Linked DNA regions of Mus musculus: region 1 is linked to region 2. A link is a contact called in public Hi-C data. All regions are on one chromosome and are shown on one strand. The core of a region is the stretch at or near the end of the contact, and the rest is flanking DNA. Distances in the headings are between cores, read along the strand shown.

Region 1 (5,090 bases), core at 2,297-4,796, 140 kb before region 2:
CAATCTTTTGTATTTATTATATCAAAGTAATTTGCTCATCATAGAAATTTAAAAACCATAAAAAGCACAGTGAAGAAGAGAAATCACCCAGGACTCCATCTCTCTGGGGGAAGGATGAGATGGTGAATATTCTAATGATTCTTTTCCGTGCTTTTTAAAAACACAGTATGTGTCTTACAAATGTGGTGTTACATGGTTTCAGTTTCTTTTAGCAACATATCATAAAATATATATCAATAATTACTTCCTACTAAGTGGTCTTTGGATTTTAAATAACTGCATTTAATTCTTTTGCAGAGAACAGCCCATAATTGTTTAATCAGAATGTAAGAATTTTTCTTATTGTCTACTTATCAGGACTAAAGAACAGTGGCTCTCAAACCTGCTTCCCCCCTACCCATGGTCAGTGCTCCAAATACCCCAACCCCAGCATTTTGCCCCTGTCGCCTGCTTCTGTCACCTTTATCTATATCCCACACCAGTCTATCCACCCAACACCCAAGGTACAGAAAGACCCAGTGCTGTGCTAGGAGAGAGGCCTCTTTTCTCTGGCCGTTTGCTTTAACATTGCATTTTGAACCCACTGTGAACAGAAAAGGAGGACGGGTTAGAGTTAGCAGGGCAAAGAAAGGAGGCACTTACTGATGCCCCACCACCACCTCTTTATTAGGCTAAAGATGCGAGAATTGCCTGCAGCCAAGTGGATGCCACAGAGGAGAGCTAAGTTTGTTCTGGCCCCTATCCAGAAGGAAAATATCTGTGCAAAGATGGAACTGGTAGGAAGCCTAGTGGCTTCTGTAACACAGGTGGATTGCAAGGGTGTGGTAGCCACAGGACTGCACTTTTATTTGATGTAATTATGCTGAGGGAAACCTCTTACAAACCCTCAAGCGTGTGATACACGTGACCCATGAGGACCCAAGCATGCCTGCCAAACAGACATGAAACCAAGGCAGGACAGCAGCAGATAGAGCTAGTATTTTTCCCTGTCCCTTATGCCCCTTCCTCAAAAGATCTGGAATCAGAGGAGTGTAGAGCATTGAGTTGGAGGCAAGAGGTGACAACTTAGCCATCGAAATTAATGCCTGAATACCTTTGACTGAAGTCTTGAAATTCACTGAGAATAAAAAGATGTGTTTTGCAGAACAAGCAATTGCCATACATTTTTTCCTGTGTTCTAAGTAACCATAAGTTTTATGCTAAAAAAAAAAATCAATGCTCTTTCATTACTTAACAGTCCACAGAATTATGACTATCTAATTCCAAATGTATGTGTGTGCATCTCTGTGCATGTATATACACTTGTGTGTGAGTTCCCATAGAGGTGTTAAGAAGGCATCAAATTCCCTAGAAGTGGACTTAAAAGTGGTTGTGAATCACCGGACTTGGGTGCTAGGAACTAAACTCTGGTCCTCTTCAAAAGCAACAAGTGTTCTTAACCATTGAGCCGTCTCTCCATCCCCATGACAACAGAGTTTTTATATAGATTTTCAATATAATAGTCTTGGCAATATATAGGCTCACTCAAAATATAAAAAAGAGTTTTAAGCAGCTGGTCATTATTCAGTGCTGAAGACACAATGTTCTAGTTACTATTGCTGGCTAGAAGAAAAAAAGAAGCACTACCCCAAGTACATAGCGTAAAGTTAACAGCCACAGGATTATATTCAACTGTTTTGTGGGTCAAACACTAAGCATAAGGACCAACAGGGTGGCATGTTTCCAGAATTCTGGGGGCCCTGAGATAAGAGTCTAAAAGGTTGGCAGGTCTCAAACATCTGGGACTGAAAACATCTGGAAGTGTCTTTATTCATATGGCAGGGATCCAGCAGAGATAACTTGATAGTTGGGCTCATCTGAGACAATTAGCAGTTGAGCATCACAGTGTGGCTCTGCCTTGGAGCCGAGGTATGCCACAGTACAGCACTGGCTTCCAGAAAGGGTCCCCAGAGGGAAAAATCCAACCGAAGATCAAGTGGGTGACCTTTTATGTTCCAGTTTTGGAAGGAAGTCATGTATTATTACAGCAGCTATAAACCTCTGTCCTGTGTAAGGACCCTAGTTTTGAACAGAAATAATGTTAACATAGAATTTCCAATGATTAACAAAATTATAATATCCCAGTTAAAGCCAACTCATGCTAAGTACTAATCCTCAATTATTAATGTATATACACATATGTGCATACAAGATGTAATACCACATACACACACTCATCTATCTCTATTATCCCTATCATCTATATATCATCTATATCATTTATATACACATATGTGCATACAAGATGTAATATCACATACACACACTCATCTATCTCTATTATCCCTATCATCTATATATCATCTATATCATTTATTTACTTCTGTCTGTCTGTCTGTCTCCCCCCCCCTCTCTCTCTCTCTCTGTGTGTGTGTGTGTGTGTGTGTGTATTTCCCAACAACAAACAGTATTCCAACATCAACAGTTTTGTTTTGTTTTGTTTTTCCCCGAGACAGGATTTTTCTGTATAGCCCTGGCTGTCCTGGAACTCACTTTGTAGACCAGGCTGGCCTCGAATTCAGAAATCCGTCTGCCTCTGTCTCCCAAGTGCTGGGATTAAAGGCGTGTGCCGCCGCCGCCACCACCACCACCCAGCAACAGTTCTATTCTCTGATGTCAACACTCAACTCTGACACTAAGTCTCTCTTTTTTTAAAGATTTTTTTTTGAGCCGGGCATGGTGGTGCATGCCTTTAATCGCAGCACTCGGGAGGCAGAAGCAGGCGGATTTCTGAGTTCGAGGCCAGCCTGGTCTACAAAGTGAGTTCCAGGACAGCCACAGCTATACAGAGAAACCCTGTCTTGAAAAACTAAAAACTAAAAAAAAAAAAAAAAAAAAAAAATTATTTTATTATTATTTTTTTTAATGTATATCTGTCTGCATGTATGTCTACATGCCAGAAGAGGGCATCAGATCACATTATAGACAATTATGAGCTACCATGTGGTTGCTGGGAGTTGAACTCAGGACCCCTGAAAGAGCTGTCAGTGCTCTTAACTGCTGAGCCATCTCTCCAGCCCCACTAAGTCTTTATGATTATAATTAGCATGAAACCACAATCTAAGGGCTCAGTTCCACAAGACGACCCCCATGTCAGAGTACTGACAGTCTTAGTGATCCCCAGTCTACCCACACTTCTACCTGGCTGACTTCTGTCTCCTGGTCCTCTTTTTCCAGTTTGATGATTTCCTAGAAAGACTAGGAGTTCAGGAAAGCACTTAGCTCACAATGACCGGATCTCAGAAAGGCCACATGGCAGAGTCTCGGACTTCTGGGCACCTGCAGTTTTCAGTCCAGAGGCTTCCAAACTCTCTGTTTCCAAGTTGGCTTGCGACCTCATTTGCTAGGAAGGATTATTTGAAGCGCTGCCCACTGAGGCTTGAACTCCAGTTCCAGCTTCCCTCCTTTCCACGGAGACTGATGAAAAGTCTCTCGCTCTAATCCTGCGGGGAGTTATGCTGAGCAGCAGCCCTGCTCTGCCAGTCACTGCTAAGGCACAGCAGATTCCAAGGCTTCATAGCTCTGGCGCGGCAGCCGGGGCAAACACTAGACATGCTATGTGAGTTTGTTACACAGCAGAGTGGTCAATATTCCTATGGAGTGTGAGGCCCGAGACTGGGAAGGTGCAGAGCTGCTGAGGGGGACCTGGAAATAAACACAGTTCTGAAAACTCTGTGAATTAAGTACCTAGGGGGACTGAAAGGAAGAGTGACTAACTGCCGGAGGAAGCGCGCGCTTTAAACATTTTTTTTTCCCGGTAAAGAAGAAATCATTTGCTTGCTCATGTTCCCCAGTGTTCAAGACTGCCGCTGAGATACTGCTCCAAACGTTGGCTTGGAGCCAACGGCGCCATGTGACCATCGGAACTCTTGCTTTTCCCGCCCACACGATGGAAGGTCGGTCGGGGCTGAGAGAAATACCCAGCAAAAAGAAGCCTGCTTCACAGTCATGTTCTTCCCGAGATGGAGCAAGCACGCAGAGGACCTGCTGGCATGTGAAGACAGGCTAGGTGGTGCCATTTAAACACACGGAACTGGGGGCCCCTGAGCACTGTGCTTTGAACCGTCCCAGGGGCATCTGAAGCCATTTGCAGGCAGACAGAAGGGTAGGAGAAAGTCGTGAGGGTTCTTGTTTAAGACAAGGGAGGGTCAGGCTGGGCCCTCTAAACTCAGGACTGGGGCATGAAGCTGTTAGACAAGAAGATGAAATGATTTCATGGAAAGCCATGTGTCTAGTAAGAAGAGAAAGCCCTGACTGAGAGTAGGCGCTCGGCTTCTAACCACTCTCCATGGTAAGATACCATTGCTGTCAGAGCCGGTTTGCTTCTTTTTTTTTTTTTTTTTTTTTTTTTCTTCTCCTGCAGACTCAGCCTCTTCTCCCACAGCAATACTGGATTCCGTTATTTCTTTTTAAGCTTGTTACTACTGTGTGGTTAATACCTTTTTTTTTATCTCCACTGAATTTCCTGGGCTCAAACCAGCACTAGGCATAAAGCAAGTGACACCCCAGTTAGAAGGAAATGTAAGAGGCATCCTCTTCAGTGCCTCGAGCAGTCTGGATGCTCCACGCAGGAAGAGTGCCACACGGCTTAGCTCTGCTCTTCAGTTTCCAGCCTGGGCTGTCTTCATCCTCATCCATTGTGGGGCTGAATTTAATAGACTATAAGGGGGAAATCTTACATTAAAACAAAACCTTAAAACGATCAGTTGGTATTTTGGGTTAGAAGAGGTTTTACGAAAAAAATTAATCTGTAACTAAAACTTGATGTCAAATTCGAATGTTTTATTGTTTCTGAGCAAAGGCTCAGGGGATGGGAGCAAGAGTGAGGGGCTGGGACGTTGACAACAGACACTCCCCTTCCTCTGCCTGGTCTTGTTTTTGCTTTTCCAAAACTGTCTGTTTGAGGCCTTGCTTTGTGAGCCTCAGGTATTGCAGTTGTTCTATGGCGCCGATCCTCCATGGCCATTGGCATGTCCTGTAGACTGGGTCAGATTGGACCAGATAAAACAAGACCAGACCTGACAGGCCCAGACCAGAGCAGTGCAATGCAG
Region 2 (4,839 bases), core at 1,399-3,898:
TGGAGTGGGTAACCAAGACCCTCAGCTAAGATGACGGTGGGAAGTCAGTCATATAACAGCACCCGGACAGCCTCTCCACGCTAATGAGGCATCTCAATAGCCTTAGCCTTCAGCCAATGACCTTCCCTTCCTGGATAGTCCCCAAAATGATACAATCCCTGGTTCATCCCACATAAAGCACATGCATTCACACCCACACCACCCACCCCCAATAAAGAAATATGAACAAGCTCAGACCATCTCAGGGAGCAGCTTCATTAAAGGTTGCCATGAGGAAGAACTTTGCCTAAGCAACCTGAAAAACTAAGACTCATAGGAAGGCCTTCCTTCTCCCGCCCCTCCACCACTTGGCATTCAGCATGGACCCAGGTCCTGCTCACCGCAGGCCCCACTTTCCCCTTCCAGCCTGGCATACAGCCTTGCTCTGCTGCCCCACATGGATATGACCCCCTGTCCTGGACTTCACCTTGCCCCTCCTCCCCATCCCTGAGCAATACAGGCAGTTCCCAGACACCACCAGAAGAGAGGTAAAACATGGGACCACGCGTCCCCATACTTTTCCCAAAGAAGTTCCTGGAAACAATATTCAATCCCCTAATGAATAAAGGAGCCAATCACTGGGCCAGTAGGGGGGACTTCCAGGTTAGACGGAGGAAGACAGGAAACAGGAGAGAGTTAGGTCCTTTCTGGGCAGGGATAGCGTGAGGACAAGATGTAGCTACGAGTGTCTCCCAGTTTCAATGGCGGATCTGTCAGGATTCGGCACCGGAGGATTTAGATTTAATAAGGCTTACAAGATTAGGATTTTAGTTGTTGCGCCCAGTGAGTGAGTTACTGTTGTTTGTATTTGTGTTGTGTTTTCTTTCACACAGCAGATCATCAGGGTTCCAGAGAGAAAAGTATGGCGGCAAAGCGTGGGTTTGCCTGATGTGTACCACAAAGGCCGTGGGGGATTGGAAGCATGGGGTTGGTGTGGTAAGGACCCACCAGTGGGAACCCAGCAAGCTGGGTAAAGAGATTTTGGTGCTTTGAGTCAGAGTCTCCATGAGATAAAGACCGTCCGGCTACTGCCGGCCAGGCCACCAGGGCAGAGAGTTGCCGGCACAAACACAGCAACATGACAGTTTCATTTTTTGATATTTCCCACAACAATCCTTTTTTTAAACATAAAGTTCATAAGCAAAACTAAGTGGACTGCTTTATTTTTGGGTAGTGCTAAGAATCAGACCAAGAGCCCCATACATGCTAAGCACACACTCTGCCAAGCTATCTCCTTAATTCAATTATTCTTAAATTACTTTAAAGAAGATAAGTAAAATCTCATTATCAAAAGTAAATACTGTAAAGATATTTTGCTTAAACATGTCCTTTAAAAAGTAATATTTTTGAAATGTAAATAAATAAAATAACCCATTTAAAAAAAGTGAGAAGATACTGCCATAGTCAGCCAGCATTTTACCATGTCACCGGTTACGCAATGTGCAGATGTAAACCAACTAAACACTACATACAGCTGTCTGCTGGACAATGTCAAAGGTCAAGCTGGAAAGCATCCGCCATTGGAAGCCAAAGCAGATGAGACTGAAGAAGGAGCTGGAGCTGTATACAATGATGGAAGAGTCTAGCATTTGGACTTCAAGAATGAGTACAATTCTAAGAAATAACAGTATGCAGAATTCTGTTACAATGTTTTCTATCTAAATCTGTAGGATAAATAAAACTCACTGAAGCTTTTACTAAGTGTACATGTGTCACATAATAATACAGCAATAATAACATCTTGTTAAAGATGTTCCTCATGTTCCATGGGGACATAAGATTGCATTGTCTAATAGCAACATAACTATGTCTTAGTTTGGGTAAGTGGTTTTTTTTTTATTATGTTTGCAGTGAAACTCATCTAACGACACATTTCTCAGAATGTATCCTGTTGCTAAGCAACAATGACTTTGTTTATAAAGGTCTGATCTACCCACAGGTTATGAAAAACAAACCTATATGCTGGCTGATACCAGTTAGAAGATAACTAGCTGAAGTGCTTAGCCCCTGGTATCCTAGAATAGGCAGGGTTTCCTTGACACTGTCAGTAGTAAGGAGGTAGGAATAAAGTGATTTTAATAACAATTAGAAAACAAAGTTGGGGAATGCAGTAACAGGACTCTAGGCACTGGGGGAACAGCCAGACAGAGAGGGAAACTGAGGGAAAGAAACTCAGAATGTCAGCCACGAGCCCCAACTCACTGCCTAGAGGAGGGGGTGACCAATCTGATAAAACAGCCAACCAAATAAATTAGAAAGAATGGTTTGCAAGCTATTTATTCTTGTTACCAGAAAGGGAGCCACCTTACTGAGGTCATGATGATAAAGAACGCCCAGGAGAGCGACTAGCAAGAAAAGGCACGAAAGGGATTGTTATGTTCATAGCAAAAACAAGATGAAGCCAGAAGATGCTCACAGAGCCCCTAACACACTGAGCAGAGTGTTCCCTTGCAGATAGCAGACCCTCACAGGGAGAGCAGGCCCTCACTGCAGGCCCTACATAGAGAAGACCCTCACAGGCAGCAGGCTCTCACAGGGAGAGCAGGGAGAGTGGGCCCTAACAGGGACGGGAAGTCATGTGACTATCCACAGGCTCTGCCCTCAGAAATGGTCCCTTAAAAGAATTTGTGCGGAGAATAGCGCCCTCGTGTGGAGACTGCTCTGAGGCTTTGACCGGCGTGGGGACGGTGAGAATCACTGTCTACACTGCCCTCTGATGGCTAGCCAAAATCCACTCTAGTACTAATTTGATTTTTTTAATTTAAAAAAGAGAGGTAATTTTTCCAGAAAGAGCTGTTCCCACTCAGTCCCGTGTTCTTCTTGTTGAATACAGCAATTCTGTGGCCACGCAAACTCACACTGTGGCATACTGGATAACACCACTCAAGACGGATCTCCCCACGGGAGGAAGCAGAAGAATAACTGCAAATGGAAAGGCTTACCCAAGAAGAGAAACGATTTACATGAATGAGCCTCCAGCAGAAACAGATTGGGGTCCCATGGACCCCAGAGTACTAGAAGATAAAAGAACGACCGGGAGTGGTGGCGCACGCCTTTAATCCCAGCACTTGGGAGGCAGCGGCAGACGGATTTCTGAGTTCGAAGCCAGCCAAGACTACACAGAGAAACCCTGTCTCGAAAAACCAAAAAAATTTAAAAAAATAAAATAAAAATAAAAGAAGACATCACTCTCATCCCTCCACAAAAAAAAAAGAAACCAAACAAAAAAAAAACAAAAACAAACACAAAGTCGGCACATGTTTCTGAAGAAAAAAAAGCAAGATTCAAACTAAAAACCAAGACTAAGATGACATACCTTGTCTTGCCAGTTATTGTTGTCATTTACGGGGTTCACAGCTGGTTAGACAATGGTGACCCCCACCCCACCACACCTCTAGTAGCCTACACAGTACTTTCTACTGCTATGAAAGCCAGCCAGCAGGGGAGAGCTTACTGCTCAGAACCAACTTGACTTTTTCTATGTTCTGTGACCAATGTGTGTGCTGTCTTCCCTCAGCGACAGGGTCTAACCAACAAGTTCTGCTGAACAGAAGGAAAAATCCTGCACTGAGGGGTCTGCAGCCAGCTCTGACCAACAGCTCTGGGGACCCAATACCTGCCGCTCTGCTTAGTTGGCAACTTAGGGATTCTGAGAGGAACAGATAACTGTATAAGATAACTCCAATTAAATGCATATATATTTATATTCTTGATTCGTATATAACTATATAACTATATATATTTCATATACATATCTTATAAAATAGATTTTATACAGCTTTTTCAAACATCCTTAGAGTTATTGATCCCTCTCCTCACTTCCTGCTCACCCCTACCCTCCCACCCCTCTCCATATGCCATGGCTGCAATAGTGGCAAGAATGGGGTAACCCACTGCTGTCTGGCTCGATTGCTGTAGATCTGGCCCAGAACCCACGGTTGAAGAGCTCACACTCACCAGCGGTAGACCTACGACTATTTTTCTGGAGAATAATTAATAAATAATTAATAATAAACGGACACAGTATCAAACCGTCCTTTAGTCTTAGCTCTGTTCACACAGATGAGGCTAGCTCTCAATCACACCAGAGAAGTTTCACTTTGCAGTAGACATTAGCTAATGAAGAAACTTACAACTGGGACACCTGTAGCAACAGGTACACACAGTTCAAGGACCATGATGGAAGAAGGGGCAGAAAGATTCTAGAAAGAGTTAGAAGGCAGGGAGCATCAGAGCAATAATGTCTTCAGGACATGATAGGACTCCTGTTCTCAAGACCTAGCAGCTATGGCTGCCTATACAAAACAAGATCAAGCCAGTCAGCACCGGAGTATGGCCGGGAGGGGGACCATGAGCCCTCACCCCTAACTGAGAAGCTATGGACAATCAATGGCTTCTGGGGAAAGAAGAGTCCGGTTTTTTAAGGGCATGAGCTCTGGCAAACCAACCACACTTCAGTAGATGTCTCCACACCCAAGGAGGATACAGACAGCACAAACTGGACTCACTAGGTTATTATCTAAAAGAGGAGGAACAAAGTTGGAGGGAGATGGAAGTAGGGGTGGATCTGGGGAGAGCTGGGGGAGGAAGGGTGTGGATACAATCAAACACAACTTATGAAATTCTTAGAGATGATAGAAATATAGAAACAAAGTAACATTAGAAATTCTCAGGTGCAGCACAGAGTTATGACAGACAGGTAGGTAACACCATCCAATTAAAGGACAGCATCCATTTCAGTATATAAGTCAGGACTAAATTGTCAGTTGCACTGGAGAGTGGCAGCAGGGTGCACTGTTT

What was found. Hi-C and Micro-C count contacts between places; a contact is called where the count stands out from the background.
Region 1: a contact with region 2 is called in a Hi-C map of the N1E-115 cell line, with 2.4 times the contacts expected there. The contact joins two enhancer-like sites. A contact is called at or near these places in 4 of 484 Hi-C or Micro-C datasets (the G1E-ER4 cell line, the HPC-7 cell line and the N1E-115 cell line).

What each region holds. Positions count from the first base shown.
Region 1 is chr10:41,147,720-41,152,809 of GRCm38.p6, forward strand. No RefSeq gene overlaps it. Among named protein-coding and RNA genes, the nearest start is that of Gm32411, 12 kb to the left of the region's middle. Within about 2 kb of position 3,547, at least 8 of the 459 cell types and tissues checked have an H3K27ac peak or open chromatin away from gene starts, as enhancers often do. A contact at or near this core is called in the N1E-115 cell line, where this site is marked.
Region 2 is chr10:41,286,318-41,291,156 of GRCm38.p6, forward strand. The region is part of intron 1 of Fig4 (FIG4 phosphoinositide 5-phosphatase); the gene reads right to left. Among named protein-coding and RNA genes, the nearest start is that of Fig4, 15 kb to the right of the region's middle. Within about 2 kb of position 2,649, at least 76 of the 459 cell types and tissues checked have an H3K27ac peak or open chromatin away from gene starts, as enhancers often do. A contact at or near this core is called in the N1E-115 cell line, where this site is marked.